Linked DNA regions of Mus musculus: regions 2 and 3 are each linked to region 1. The links are chromatin contacts, called in public Hi-C maps. All regions are on one chromosome and are shown on one strand. The core of a region is the stretch at or near the end of the contact, and the rest is flanking DNA. Distances in the headings are between cores, read along the strand shown.

Region 1 (4,855 bases), core at 1,521-4,020:
GAGCCTCGGGGAGAGCAGTCAGTGATCTTAATCATCTGAATCAACTGAATCATCTCTGACTCCATGCTGCCTACTTTTTGCTCTACATGCTTCAGAGTCTCAAGATTCTATGGTGAGGTGTTAATTCTATATACATTTCCCAGCAGTGCTTGCTAAGAGATTGTCGTTTCTGCAATGTACATTTTTGGCATCCATCACTGTTGAAACCAGGTGGCTGAAGATGCATGTTCTTAGATCTGGGCTTTCTATTCTGTCCATCTAGATGTCTGGTTTTGAGCCAGTACCATGCTGTTTTTATTACTGTGGCTCTGTAGCATAGCTTGAAGTCAGGTATGGTGATGCCATCAACTGTTCTGGTTGTTTGGCAATCTTCTGTGCTTCCATATTAATTTTAAGATTTTTTTTGTCCTCTATATCCCTAAATAATCGTTCTAGGATTTTTACTGAAATTGTATTGCATCTGTGTTTTAGGTTGTTAGAGTTTCTATTACTGTCATGAAACATCATTACCAAAAAGCAAGTTGGGGAGGAAAGAGTTAATTCGGTTTGCACTCCTACAGCACTGTTCATTATTGAAGGAAGTCAGGAACTCTAAACAAGGCAAGGTTCTAAAGGCGGGAACTGATGCAGAAGCCACATGGGGAGTGCTGCTTACTGACTTGTTCCTCAAGACTTGCTCAGCCTGCTTCCTTATACAACCCAGGACCACCGACCCAAGCATGGAACCACCCACAAGGACTTGGGTTTTCCTACATCAATCACTAATTAAGAAAATGCCTAGGGCTAGAGAGATGGCTCAGTGGTTAAAAGCACTGACTGTTCTTCCAGAGATCCTGAGTTCAAGTCCCAGCAACCACATGGTAGCTCACAACCATCTGTAATAGGACCTGAAGGCCTCTTCTGTCTGAAGACAGTTACAGTGTTCCATTCATAAAATACATTTTTTTAAAAAATTCTTTTAAAAAAAAAGAAGAAGGAAAAGGAAAAGGAAAGAAAATGGCTTATATCGGGGTCTTATGGAGATATTTCCTTAGCTAAGGTTCCCACTTTTCAGAAATCTAGTTTCTGTGTCAAGTTGACATGAGACAAGCCAGCACACATCTGTATTTTGCTTTTTGTAAGATGGCTATCTTGACAATTTTAAATTCTTCTAATCCATATACATGGACGGTCTTTCTATCTTCTCACTTCCCCCTTAGTTCCTTTCTTCAGTGTCTTTAAAGGTTTTCTTGTAGAAGTTCTGTTGTTTACTTAGTTAAGTTTATTCCAACCAAAATAGTGTGAGTGGAGTGGATAATATCTCTTATATTAAAACTATTTCATCTACAAACAGGAATATTTTTACTTTCCTATTTGTATCTATTTTTTCTTACTGCTCTGAGACTCAAGCACCGTATTGAACAGGAATGGAGAAAGTTTTATTTTTATTTTAGTAAAAATGCTTCAAATATTTTTTACCTTTACCATAATGTTGTTGTGGCCTCGTTGTATATTGACTTTATTATGTTTTGAATTATGTCCCCTATATCCATAGATTCTGTAGCAAATATCTCATGAAGAGATACTGGACTAATCAAAGACCTTTCCTGAATTTATTTGGTTTCTGTCCTTGAGTCTATTTATATGACAAGTTACATTTATTGATTTATACGTTGAATCTTCTCTTTAATGAAGTCAACTTGGTGCTGAATGACGAGATCTTGAATTAGTTTGCTAGTATCCTACTGAGAACGTTTGTATCTGTATTGATCAGAGAGATCAGTCTATAATTTTCTTAATGTTGTCTCTGCCTGGTTTTGGTATCAGTATGATATTGGCAAAAGAAAAAAAAAAGCAAAACCGGTTTGGAAGTTTCCTTCCTTTTCTACTTTATAGGGTGATTTGCAAAATACTGGTCTCCATTCTTGAGTGAAGGGTAGAGATCTATACAGTGAGTACATCTGAACCTGGGTGTTCTTCAGTCAGGAGATTTTTATGACCATGTCGGTCTTGCTGCTGGATATAGGACTATTTAATTTTTTTTCATTTTGATTTGATTTTGGTAGGTCATATACCTATCAATTTCATCCATTTCTCTTAGATTTTAAAAATTTAGTGGAATATAGGTTTGTAAGGTATGTTTTATGCTTTTCTTACTCTTGGTATCTCTTGTAATAACTTCTTTTTTCATTTCTGATCTTACAAGTCTTCTCTGTCTTTTAGTTAACTTAGCTAAGGGTTTGTCTGTCTTTTTAAAAGGTTTATTTGCCTTTTTAAAGAAAGAACTCTGCATCTGATTCTTTGGTTTGTCTTGTACTCACTATTTCTATTTCATGAATTTCTGCCCTTAAGTATGTCTCCTTATCTACTGATTTGGAGTTTGATTTGTTCTGACTTTTCTAAGGCTTCAAGGTGCATCATTAAGTTATTTGAGTTTTCTCTGTTTTTTTATTTTTAAAATTTTGGGCGCTTAGAGATACGCACTTTCCTATTAGGACCGCTATTTGTTCTCGGGTGGATCTCTAGAACTTGTGAATCATCTTTAGAAAATTTTTCTTCCATGACAGGCAAGTATTTAGAACTTCATTTGGAGTGTGGGCTGATGACTGTAAGGCGGATTGTTGGTAAACACCACTGTTTTGAACTGGGACTCCACTGTCACCTCAAGCAGACCCCTGACCTGACTCCTGCTTTGAGATGTGCCACAAAGATGGCTGAGGCCTGTCAAAGGATGGTGGCTATTCCTCATTCATGAATGCCAGGTTCTGTGTCACGCTCCTGGAGGAGGCCACCAGGTGGCGCTGTGGATTTACCTCTGGTGCCCCCACTTTGTGGCGAGCATTTCCTAGGATAGAGTTTAGTTTGTGGTAGGCAGGAAATAGAACTTGAGTCCGGTAGTAAATACTGTTCTTCCTTAACTTGGCAAAAGGACATTTTGTGGTAACTTGTAATCTCAGTTCATGTACATATTAAACTGCAGAGGACAGAAGAAGATAAACTGGTCATCACTGTACTGGATGCATGCGAGGTGTGTGTTTGATCTGGAGGGGAGAGAAAAGAAGACAGAGGAGGAGGAGAAAGGGAACTGACTTTGACACAAAAAGACAAATATCAGAACACTGGATTTATTTGGAGCTATATACTTGTAAAAGATGGGTCTCACTAGGTATATAGCCCCCGCTGACCTGGAACTTTCTATACGTACCAATTTCAAACTCTGAGATCTTCCTGCTTCTGCCTCCCCAAGTTCTGGGATTAAAGGCATGTATCATCAGGCCCTGTGATTGTTTTTTATTTTTTATTTTAATTATTTCTAAAGCAATAGACAGATCCTATTTTTCTTCTACATTCTCAACTCTCCTATTGGTATTGTACCTGCTTTTTAGAGTAGGTTGTTGAGAATCAACTGTGACACCTAGAAGGTAAGGACATGGCTGGGCTGTGGTAGTCTTACCAAATTTTCACGTCATTTAGAATATTAGGAACACACATCTACAGAGCCCAAACATGGGCTAGCTCCAGGTGGCAACTATACCAGCCTGTTCTTCTGCCCTTGGGAGTACAGCTTTCATAGTCTGGAATTTTCTCCCATCATGGCAAAGCCTACACAGGACTTGCTAGCATTTTGCACTCCAGGTGGGGCTCAAATGTTTTAGACTTAGCACAACATCCCCTGGAAATTGTACTTTCTTTGTAAAGCTTCTCAGTAAGATTGCTTACTGTTTGCAGAGACTCTATGAACCACTATGATCCACAAGGAGAGACTAGGAGGAGGTTCTAAGCAGCGGTTGTGGAACGCATGTGAACAGCAAAGCTGTTGACACGATGTTTCTGTTCTATTCTGTAAAGAATGTGTTCGTGCATATAGACATAAAGCAGATGCTTGGGTTTTAAAAACGTTCCTCTATTTCTTTCTTATTTTTAAAAAAGATTTTATTTATTTATTTATTATATGTAAGTACACTGTAGCTGTCTTCAGATCTCATTACAGGTGGTTGTGAGCCACCATGTGGTTGCTGGGAATTGAACTCAGGACCTCTGGAAGAGCAGTCAGTGCTCTTAACCGCCAAGCCATCTCACCAGCCCTCGTTCCTCTATTTCTTTATCGTGTAATGAAACATAAACTGAGATGGCATCACTGGTCATTATCATATGTAACCTACAGTCACAAAGAGACCAGGTGTTCCTCAAGGGACAGCGATACCTTTTCTAAAATACATAATACATTTTCGGTTGTATTTGAGAAAGTTATATCATATTAGGTAGAATTATGACCTGATTATAGCTTTCCTTTGGGAATTAAGCATAACAGAAGGATATGTAATTTGTGTGTCAAGTTGACCCAGGGTATACTTGTGATAGCTAATTTTGGGTTGTTAACTGCATCTAGAATCAATTAAAACCCAAGCTCCTGGGCGCACCTGTGAGAGACTCTTGATTGGATCATTTGAGGTGGGGAGACCAATGGTAAATCCGTCCGATACTTTCTGGTGGCAGTGCACATAAAAGGCCGCAACTTTAACCTTTCCCAGGCTTGCCCCCACTCTCCCTGGCTTGCCCCCACTCTCCCTGGCTTACCACCTACTTCTTCCTGATTCCAACACTGACTGAAAACCAGCAGCTCTCCAGGAATCCTCAGGGACTAGGTTAAAACTACCAGATTAGGACTACCAAGATATGTAGAACAACAACTGGTGTACATACACACACACACACACACACACAGAGGCCTGATATACTGACCAAATGTTGGATAATTTTTCAATTTTATAGTCCATATATCATCTGTCTTTAAATTTTAGAACAGCTCATAAATAAATGTAGTAATATGATTATTAATAAATAATATATATATTCATTCTTTTATCAGTTCTGT
Region 2 (4,855 bases), core at 1,488-3,987, 360 kb after region 1:
ATTGGTATGTCCCACTCAGCTTGTCTGTTCCACCCGCTGCAAAGTTGGGGTGACAGAAGTGTCTGTAACAAAGTCCAACTTTAGGTCTCTGTAGATCAGCAGTCCTCAATCTTCCGGACACTGTGGCCTTTTAATACAGTTCCTCATGTTGTGGTGAGTCCTCAACCATAAAATTATTTTGTTGCTCCTTTATAACTGTAATTTTGCTACTGTTATGAACCGTAATGTAAATATGTGCTATTCAGGGGTCGTGACCCACAGGTTGAGAACCTCTGCTGTAGATGGTCCCACCACCATCCTTTCGTGGCATTTTAGAATTCTAGAAGACTCTCCTGAGGCTGTGACTTCAGGCCTGAGTTTCTCCATCCTGTAGATCCCTCGGTGGAGACCTCTAAAGTCAGAGGGAAAGGGAGGATCCCAAAACAGGAGGAGCATGCTCCCTTCTTCAGCTCAGGTCTCAGATTTGCTGCTTTCCCTGCCCAGGGACACTGAACTGCTTGCTACCAGTGCTTTCCTACATGACAGGAGGACTTTGCTGACACAGTCGCTACCCTGACCTGTTCGTATGGCCTCACCTGGCTTCTTTGGGCAGTGTGTGACAGGGGACTTACTAATAGCTTCCCACCTGAACCTCCACAGACAGGGGCAATGGTGAGGCTGTATTTCCTGAGTATTTGCTGGCATAAACACGGATAGCCATTGCTTTTGCCCACAGGGATGAGGACCCAGAGACTCAGGTGGGCCAGTGGCTAGACTCAAGTGTCAGAACTGGCGTTTGAGACTTCGCAGAATAACCCATCATAGGCCTTGAATACCCAGGAGGCCAAAGGGAGTTTCAGACTAAGGGAGATGTAAACAAAGCATGACCTGTAAAGATGGTCAAGTGCCTAGAGGAGAGAGAGACTGGCAGAGGACAAGGAGAAACCTTGTCCAGGGGCCAAGACCAGGCTGACACGCAGGATGGTAGAAGATAGGCACAGATCAGAATGGCAGGAAAAGAGAAGAATGCGAATCCTGAGCCTGTGACTGGCCAGCAACCCTCTCCACTGCCGACCCAAGCTGGCTTGCTAGATTCAGCCTGCACTTTGTGTACTCTGGGGGCTCATAAAATAATAAGACTCTCGAAGCCCCTCAGTCGAAAAGCTGGGTAAATGCAAGCATTATGATCTTCCCGCAACAGATGGGAGCTGTTTGGGATCTTTTATTTCTTTTCCTCTTCCTTGCCCCCCTTCTCCGGCAGCTATGGGGAAGAAGAATGCGGCATCAGATGATCCATCAGCCTGGAGCACGGCTGTGGGAGGAGGCTGGCTGCTCCCAGAAGGGCCCCCACCCCAGACAGCAGTGAACAGCCCACCGAGGAAGCCGAGGGTCATGGGAAAGGTCCCCTCAGATGGGGAGAGGCACACACTAAACAAACGCAGCCACACGATGCACACATTCAAACGCCACCCCGGGGAATATGTGCACATATGTTCTGTGCGGGTGAGGAGGAGGCTCCCAGCCTCCAGAAAGCAAGGCTTTAAAAAAATTCCATCAATCAGACTGCGGTCCTGTGAAGTATGAAGATTAAAACCACAGAGGAGACACGTGCTCTGCTCTGTCACCAGCTGCCTGTCTGAGACGGCTTGGTCACTTTGCCTGGAGACACACTGCTGTCCTGTCTGGGCAGAGAGGAGCTGGGAGAAACGGGAGGGTGAAAGGCAATAAATACCCTGGCTCCTGCTCATGTACCCTCTGAAGGGCCAGCATGGCCTCATGGTCTGTCTTCTCCTCCACAGTCCTGCACCAAGAAAAGCACATGGATCCATACCCTGAGCCTATGGCTGTGAGGAACTTGATGTGGGGCTCCATTTTGGCAGTGCTTCCTTTGTAAATGTGGAGTGGCCAGTGTATGCCCAGCTCCCACATCCTTCCTATGCACGAGCCTGCATGACCTGGCTCCATACACACTAACTCTCAGAATCCGCTTTTGCATTTAGATAAGGACACCCTGCTGATGAGACACTCCTGTGGGAAGACTGACCCTAAACTCAGTGCCTCAGACGCAGGCGCAAGGAAAAGGTGCTTGAAATGGTCAGTTCCCTGCAACGGAGCTCAGACGACATTCCCCAGTCCCAACCACCCCAGCAAGCTGATTGTCATCTATATCAGCATCACTGGATGCCCATGGGCAGGTGGGCACAGTGCAGCACAGCACACACAGGTGGACAGCTGCAGCATCAGCTAGGTACAGAGGAAAGGAAGAGCATATTTCATCAGGACAGGAAAGTTGCACGGCTGCCATCTTATGAATTCAGCACGATTAAATGGGGTGCATGGCCCATTGGTAGCCACCCCCTACTGTCTGCTGTGGAATTCTTTTTTTTTTTTTTTTTTTTTTTTTTTTTTTCCGAGACAGGGTTTCTCTGTGTAGCTCTGGCTGTCCTGGAACTCACTTTGTAGACCAGGCTGGCCTCGAACTCAGAAATCCGCCTGCCTCTGCCTCCCAAGTGCTGGGATTAAAGGCGTGCGCCACCACGCCCGGCTTGCTGTGGAATTCTTGTGTGTGTTTCCAGAGTGAACTCCACAGGACAACTGAAGGAAGTGCAGAGTTGTCCCCTGCCACCCAGGGTACAGGGGAGCTCAGAAGCACATGGTAGAAGTGATGGCTAAGCAAGCCAAGCTGAACTGTCCCAGTGACACTGCCATACTCAGGTTAGCAACAGCTAAAGTCAAGGCCAGCCCCTGCCTTACACCACAACTTCTGGTGTTTGCCAACCACCACTGGAGGTTTCATTAGCCCATGCCCCAGCTGGGTGCAGCAACGCAGGTTGTAACTGAGGGGATTTCCAAGCCTGCAGATAAGGTCTGTGGAGCACAGGCTATGCTGCATTCGGACAACAAAACCGCACAGGAGATGAGATAAGTGTTTGTGACCCCCAACCTCAGCTCACAGCTTCAGCTGCCCCGCTGGGGTGTCCCTTCCTCCTATGTCAGCTCACCGCCTATGTCAGCCTCACACCACAGCCAACCTGTGGTCACCGTCCTCAGATCTTGTCTCTACTTTTGCAAAACACCAATCATCACCTCAAAGCTGTGGCCTCTGAGTCCCAAAGCCAGGCCACCACCAGCCTCTAGCCCAGCTGTCCATTCTGTACGCTGCAACCACTAGGTTCAGTGTCACACATCCGCAGTCCCAGGAAGAAGAATCGGGAAGTTAGATGACAGCTCTAGGCCAGTCTGGGAGACATAGTGAAACCCTGTCTCATAAAGCTAAAAGAAAACAAAAACCACTGGATGGCACAAATGCTAGCAGGGAGCCAGGGAGACTCCCTGCTAGCTCACAGACACATCAAGATGCAAACCTCACCTCCCCTGCTACCTCTATGACTCCTAAGGAAAGAATTCTCTTCTTGAGGCTTTGTAATGCCTAGGATCTTGAGGAAGCTTTGAATATAAAATGCCAGGTACATCATCTGGACCAGTAGCTATCTCTGAATAAAAGCTAAACATCAAATATCTGCCTTTAAGATACCCAACATTCAGACAGCCTACAGAATGAGGAAAATGTTTTTAGGAACTATAGGTCCAATAATGGGCTAATATCCATATATATCCATATATGTATGTATGTATGTATGTATGTATGTATGTGTGTATGTATCTATCTATCTATCTATCTATCTATCTATCTATCTATCTCTACATATATCCAGATATATATGTATATATGCAAATGACCTGTAGGATAAAAAAAGGAGAGAAATAAATAAGACATATAAATAGAATAAGGATAAAGACAAAAATAAAAATTAAAAAGGCTGGACATGACATGATAAGACCCTGAGTTTGTTTCCTGTTCAACATTTACTACCATGCATGTGGCTTATCCCAAGAGTAGTTTGTTTCCCCAGTGAGATTCTCTTAAAGAAAACAAAATTTTCATTTACTATCAATGAGGGATGGATCCTGGGTTAGGGATGGGGTACGTCCCCCTTCTCCTTTCAGTTCTAGGACCCCATCTGGTGCAGACCTATCCAGGGCCTATGCATGCAGTCTCAGCCTTTGTGAGTTTGTGTGCGTAGATACTGAATTAGAAGGCCTTGTAACCTTGGTGTCTGACAGCCCCTTTGGCTCTAACACTCTTTCCTTTTCCGCAGGGTTCACTGAGCCTTGAGAGCAGAGATTTGATGAAGACATGCTGTTTAAGGTTGAGTCTTCTAAGATCTCTAACTTTCTGCATAATGTCTGGCTACAGGTCTCTATATTCATTCCCATTTGCTGCAGGAGGAAGCTTCTCTGATGATGGCTGAGCAAGACACTGATCTATGAGTATAGCCTAAGGTTATTAGGAGTCATTTTATTGCTAAGTTCTTTAAGTAGAACAGAAGTATCTGGTTTCAGCCTAGGTCCCTGACCTATCTAGTCTCAGGTTCTTGGTCACCCTAGCTGCGTTGAGTATGGGTTCCATTTTGTGGAGTGGTCTTATGTCAAATCAGACATTGGTCGTTTGCTCCTATAAAGCTTGGGCCACCATTGCACCAGCATAGCTTGCAGGCAGGACACCATTGTGGAGCTACATTGTATTTAACGTTTCTCCTTTAGTAGCACACAGAGTACCTTCCTGTACCAAAGACATTAATCTGCAGGGGCAAAGGCTTTGTGTAGGCCTAGCTTGACTTCTCTGTGTTCAATGACCTGTGGAGGTGCTGTCTTTAGCAATAGCGCCTTGCCATCAGTTTCTGGAGAACAATTTATATTCTTGGCAACAGCCTGGGTTCTATGAATTGTAGTTTGGTTATCATTGACTTAATAGCTAATATCCAGGTATTAGTAAATACATCCCATATTTGTTTCTCTATGTCTGTGTTACCTC
Region 3 (4,855 bases), core at 1,456-3,955, 280 kb after region 1:
TACACAGGAGGCCTCTAGACATTCTTAGGAGCAGATGGCACGGTCCACCCTCTTGTCCAGAGCAGCCCAAAGGCATTGGCCACCCATAATCAGGGTCACAGAGACAACCCAGGGCAAGCCAGACTCCTCCACTCTCCCAGACGTTGGGTGGAGACTCTACAGTGCTGCAAGCTATGATTGGGGTGAATGGCAGGAATTGACCTGCTTCAGGATTCCAGACACACAGGTCTATGGAGGAGCCTTTGCCCGCAGTATCCATTGACCAGTAGCCAGAAGCAAGTGCTTGTGACAGATGGCTGGGAAGCACCAGGCATTCCTTGCTAGGGAATAAAGGTCAATGAGAGCAGTTTCTTTTGGTTTGCGATGGTGAAGTTGGATTCAGGGATACACAAGACACTGGCAAAACATTGCTTATCCTCGGTCACTGTATTGATCACCTTCAACACTTCAGTGAACTACCCTTCTCCTGCTAAAGGAAGCAAGGTGGTTTGGGACTTTGAATTGACTATGAGAGTGCTCCTGGGTTGACTATGAGACCCTTATGGTGATGGTGAATGAATGGGAACCATTGGTCTTCAACATGGATGGCTCCAGACAATGGATCTGGGACTGGGTGGAAGAAAATACAGAGGCAGGGGACTCTCTCTAGAACTAGAGCATCTTCTCCTCTCTTCCTTATCAGACTCCAGGCTTCCTACCTCTGGAACCAGTACGCCAGTATTGTTCTTAGCTTCCGGGATTGGTTCTGTGGCCATTAGTCTTGGATTGAGACATTCTTAATAGTTGACAGCCTAGAGTAGGACTTGTAGCTTCTGCCCACATGAACCAAATGCCCCAGTAAGTCTTTCTATCTCCATATATGCTATTGCTGCTGACTCTCTGGAGACCCTGACTAACCCAGGTATTGCTAGGAGTTCCTGAGAGGCTGTTCATCCAAGGGTAGTGATGAGGGTTGTTAGAGGGTGAGAACCTAATGATAAGTAGTTCTTGCTGGAGAATTCAGGGTTTGCAATAAGTATTTTTAGACAAAATACTTCCTATTGGATGATCCAGTGATTTAGCAAGTTGTCCATTGCTGGAATCCAGGCTACTGGCAGCCATTCTTGGTAGGACCAGAGCTATTGAAAAAGGCTTCTTATTGGCTGACTGGGGTTGTTTGAATGACAATGGCCTCCATAGGCTCATCTATTTTAATTCTTGGTCCTCATTGGTGGAACAGTTTGGGGAGGACTAGGAGGTGTGGCCTTGTTGGAGGAAGTGTGTCACAGAGTGGGTTTTGTGGCTTCTAAAGCCTCCTGCCATTCCTAATTCTGTCTCTGTCTCTTAGTTGTGGATCAAGTTGTGAGTGCTCAGCTGTTCCTGTCAACATGGCTTTGCTCTGATGAACTCTAACCCTCTGAAGTCATAATCAATCAAACGCGTTCTTTTTTTATGTTACCTTGGTCATGGTATTTTACTGAAGCAATAGGAAAGTAACTAAGACGTTGACTCGGGCAGTATGCTTGGGCATGTAGATGGTGTACCAGGAGTTTCCAGTTTAGAAGTTGCGGGTACTGGGAGTATTTCTTCTTGGGTCATCTAAGTTTGAACAGAAGTTTCTACTAAGGGCATATGGCTGCGATTGGCTGGAACACAGGGCTGTGACAAGCATTTGCATTGAGGGGTCTTGTACTAATACTCTGTATTTCTGTTGGTAGTTCTAATTTCCCATTCTAAAAATCTTCTCATTAGAGACTGCAAGAAACTATAAATTGTGTGTGTTTCTTTCTGGCTGCAGAAGTTAGACATAACCTCTGGGTGAGGCTGCTGTGTGCCTCAGAGCCCAGACTTGTTCTCTTTCAGTGTTTCTATGTTTCACATTTAGCAGGACCCTCATGCTGCTCAATGTGCAGTCAGAAGTTAGTCTCAAGGCAGTCACTCAAGGGGTCCAGAGCCAGGCATTGCTAGTATCACTTTCAGAGGTTGAATAGGGCATCTTTGATGGTTCCTACTCCCATAGAGAGCTACATCATGTATGGAGAAAAACTCAGGGAGGATGTGAGGAAATGTTCCAGGAAGTCTCCCCGACTCCAGAGAAGTCCAGTTCCCCATGAGAGATAGCACACATAGGATGTGTGATGAAGAGAATTATAGAGGGCAAGCCAAGGACTGCTGGGATATGTGGATAATACTCACCACATATTCGGGCTTGAAGTCAGTATTGTTGTGTCTAGGAATGATCAAGATCTCATTGCATGGATCCAGCTTAGCTCCCATTGGGGTAGCTTTTGTCTGGAGCCAATCCATCCTGAGGTCAAGACTCTAAGAAAGAGTTCTCATTGGGCTTAGAGAAGAACCAAACACACAAGAAGATGTGGTTCAGGGTGGAAGAGACAAATCCTGGCAAACCTGACGACTGCCACATCCACTTGCTTGATGCTCAGTGCCTGTATGGGAGTGAATTCGCAGGTGATTCTCCTTCGAGGAGAAGTGGAACAGGCGCCTCACATAGCCACTGCTTGCTTGCTGTCAGAGGTGTGTAACGGTTGCCTGCTGGAGACAGAGCCCCAGGCAGGTGGTTGTAAATGTGTAGGGCTCAAGCCCTTGCACAGTAAGGCACCCAGGGTCAGTGCCCCAGAGCAGCCGTTAATCACATGCTGTAGCTCTCAAGAAGCAGGCAGATGGCTCTGAACAACAAAACCTCATTAACCAGCAAGGACGTCTCTGTTCCCACAGAGGAGGGGCTGGGGAGACTGATGGGGCCTCCCTCCAGTTTACAGGCTTAGGCACAGTATATGCACAACAGAGGGAGACGAGGCCACACCCACCCAAGCTCTCCAGGTTGGCTTCTTGGAGCTAATCTAGGACAAAGCACCATGAACAGCATTAGCCAAGCCGTGGGGTTTTAGGATGTCTCCACATCCTCTATTCTAGAGGAGGAGGGAAAGGTAATCCCCCCAGCATAGGGCTTAGTTGCCCTGGGGTGAGAAGGCACCAGACTGTGGCCAACATAGACCAGGAAAGGGTTTTTATAACAAGCTGGCATGCTACAGACCCCAGGATTCTTTTAGAAAATCATGCAGCAGGTTTGTATTAGTTTGGAAACAAGTTGTTCTCATTGGGCTTAGAGAAGTGCTAAAATCTCCAGTGGGAGTGTCTGCAAAACTCTGTGTGAGTCCCTTTCCTGACAGCGCAGTTAATCACCTGCATGCTTTCTGAAGAACAAGAACAGCAACAGCCAGCACAAGGTACACAAACCAATGCTAGCATGTGCCAGTTACACTAAGTTGCTGAGGAATCATGGAATATGCCAGAATGATCTGCTAGGATCCATAGCCGGGGAGGGGTCCAGTTACTTCCCATGTATCCAAAGGCACTATCTCTAGTCACACAAGGAATGACAGAGGCTGATATTCAAGCTTCTGCACTCTGAGACCCCACGAAGGTCCCTTGCTAAGGTTCCGATTGGTGCTGTGGGCAGAGATGACCACAAGGTGTGCTGGTATCTGCTAACTGCTCACCTCCCCAGCTCTTCCACTGACCCTTTCTTTCTCTCATATGCCTCTCACCTATACTTGCCTCCACCTACCTGACCTCCATCAGTGTCAGAGTGCCTGCGGGGGCTTGGGGGGGGGGGATGTGGAAAGTGGTTGTGGTCAGACAAGGGTTCAAGGAGGAAACAAAGGGCAAAGGGGATGCTTACACAATGGGATACAGGCAGAGAAGTGAGAGCCCACGGTGGCTGCTTACCTGCAAGCTGATAATCTGGCACAAAAACCTTTTTTTTTTGCAAGGCAGACACTGCTGGCAGCTGCAACTTCTCATGCTTACTTAGGAAAACGTTTCCAGAGGCTCAGGATGAAGGTCAGATCTGTCGCTGGCAGGTAAACAGAGCCCACTCTCCCCCACCGTGGCATGGAAATCAGTAACATAAATATGGATTGAATTCCGTCCATCAAGTCTAACACGCCACTTCTTTCTTGTTCTCAGAGGAAAATGTAGCAAACCGGGGTGGGGAGCAAAGTCACCAGCCCTGTGCTCCACACACTTCAGCAGCGGCTGCTCTGGGATCCCTGTGCACACACACATCTCTCTCTGGGTGACCTTACTGACTCTGGACTGTGGCTCCCTCTGGTTACATTACCCATAGCTGCCCCACCCTTCCCTGCCTTGTGGTCTGCCCAGGCCCAAGCCAGGGCATCCCTCCTGCAGCTACAGTGTCCTCTTGTGGTCCATCGCTTGCTTCTCCTTCACTTTCTGGTGTTCACACCTTATTCCCAGGAGAACATCTGCTGCTGGGCCATGGGGCTGATGTGCGGCAGGAAGATGGATCTGGGAGCCCAGAGAGCCAGAAGCCTAGTAGAACTCTTGGGGTGATGTTCGCACTGCAGGGTGACAACCAGTAATCCTTTCTCATCGGTCACTAGCTCAATGTTCAGACAGGGTGCTATCTCTCCCTCGACCTTCAGGGTGACCTCAAGAATTCTGTAAACGAGGGTAGCATCCACATGTGCCGCTCCCTGAGCTCTAGCTGTGAAGAGAGGGCAGTGTCTCACAGAAATTGGTTGGCTAATGGATGGCCAAGTGGAAACATGCTAACTGCCTTCTTCTGCTTCTTGGTGTGTAACTCTTTGCCTGCCTTCACCCTGAATTTAAAGGTTCAATAACTGTCTCTCCATTAGTCGTAGTCTCTCAATCTTTTTGTTTGTTTGTTTGTTTGTTTTGTTTAAGGAAGATCTTTTTTTTTCAACATATATATCTGCATGGCAAAATACTTAAGATAATCAGCTTAAAGAGAGAGTATTAATTTTGGCTTACATTTTCAGAGGTTTTGGGCTATGGTCAACTAATTCTATTGCTTTTGGGCAGTGGCAGG

The links. A called contact is a pair of places that touch in the nucleus more often than the background predicts.
Region 2: a Hi-C map of bone marrow-derived macrophages shows a contact between it and region 1, with 25 read pairs. The contact joins two enhancer-like sites. A contact is called at or near these places in 1 of 484 Hi-C or Micro-C datasets (bone marrow-derived macrophages), 2 of 115 datasets of contacts at active chromatin or transcription factors (embryonic basal ganglia and embryonic stem cells) and 1 of 9 other capture datasets (liver).
Region 3: a Hi-C map of the MNK3 cell line shows a contact between it and region 1, with 4 times the contacts expected there. The contact joins two enhancer-like sites. A contact is called at or near these places in 1 of 15 datasets of contacts at CTCF or cohesin (the NIH/3T3 cell line), 10 of 484 Hi-C or Micro-C datasets (the C2C12 cell line, LSK cells, the MNK3 cell line and 5 more) and 1 of 9 other capture datasets (embryonic stem cells).

Annotation. Positions count from the first base shown.
Region 1 is chr17:15,465,801-15,470,655 of GRCm38.p6, reverse strand. No RefSeq gene overlaps it. Among named protein-coding and RNA genes, the nearest start is that of Psmb1, 30 kb to the left of the region's middle. Within about 2 kb of position 2,770, at least 7 of the 459 cell types and tissues checked have an H3K27ac peak or open chromatin away from gene starts, as enhancers often do. A contact at or near this core is called in the MNK3 cell line and bone marrow-derived macrophages, where this site is marked.
Region 2 is chr17:15,105,488-15,110,342 of GRCm38.p6, reverse strand. No RefSeq gene overlaps it. Among named protein-coding and RNA genes, the nearest start is that of Gm35203, 22 kb to the right of the region's middle. Within about 2 kb of position 2,737, at least 98 of the 459 cell types and tissues checked have an H3K27ac peak or open chromatin away from gene starts, as enhancers often do. A contact at or near this core is called in bone marrow-derived macrophages, where this site is marked.
Region 3 is chr17:15,183,256-15,188,110 of GRCm38.p6, reverse strand. No RefSeq gene overlaps it. Among named protein-coding and RNA genes, the nearest start is that of Gm35502, 9.5 kb to the left of the region's middle. Within about 2 kb of position 2,705, at least 28 of the 459 cell types and tissues checked have an H3K27ac peak or open chromatin away from gene starts, as enhancers often do. A contact at or near this core is called in the MNK3 cell line, where this site is marked.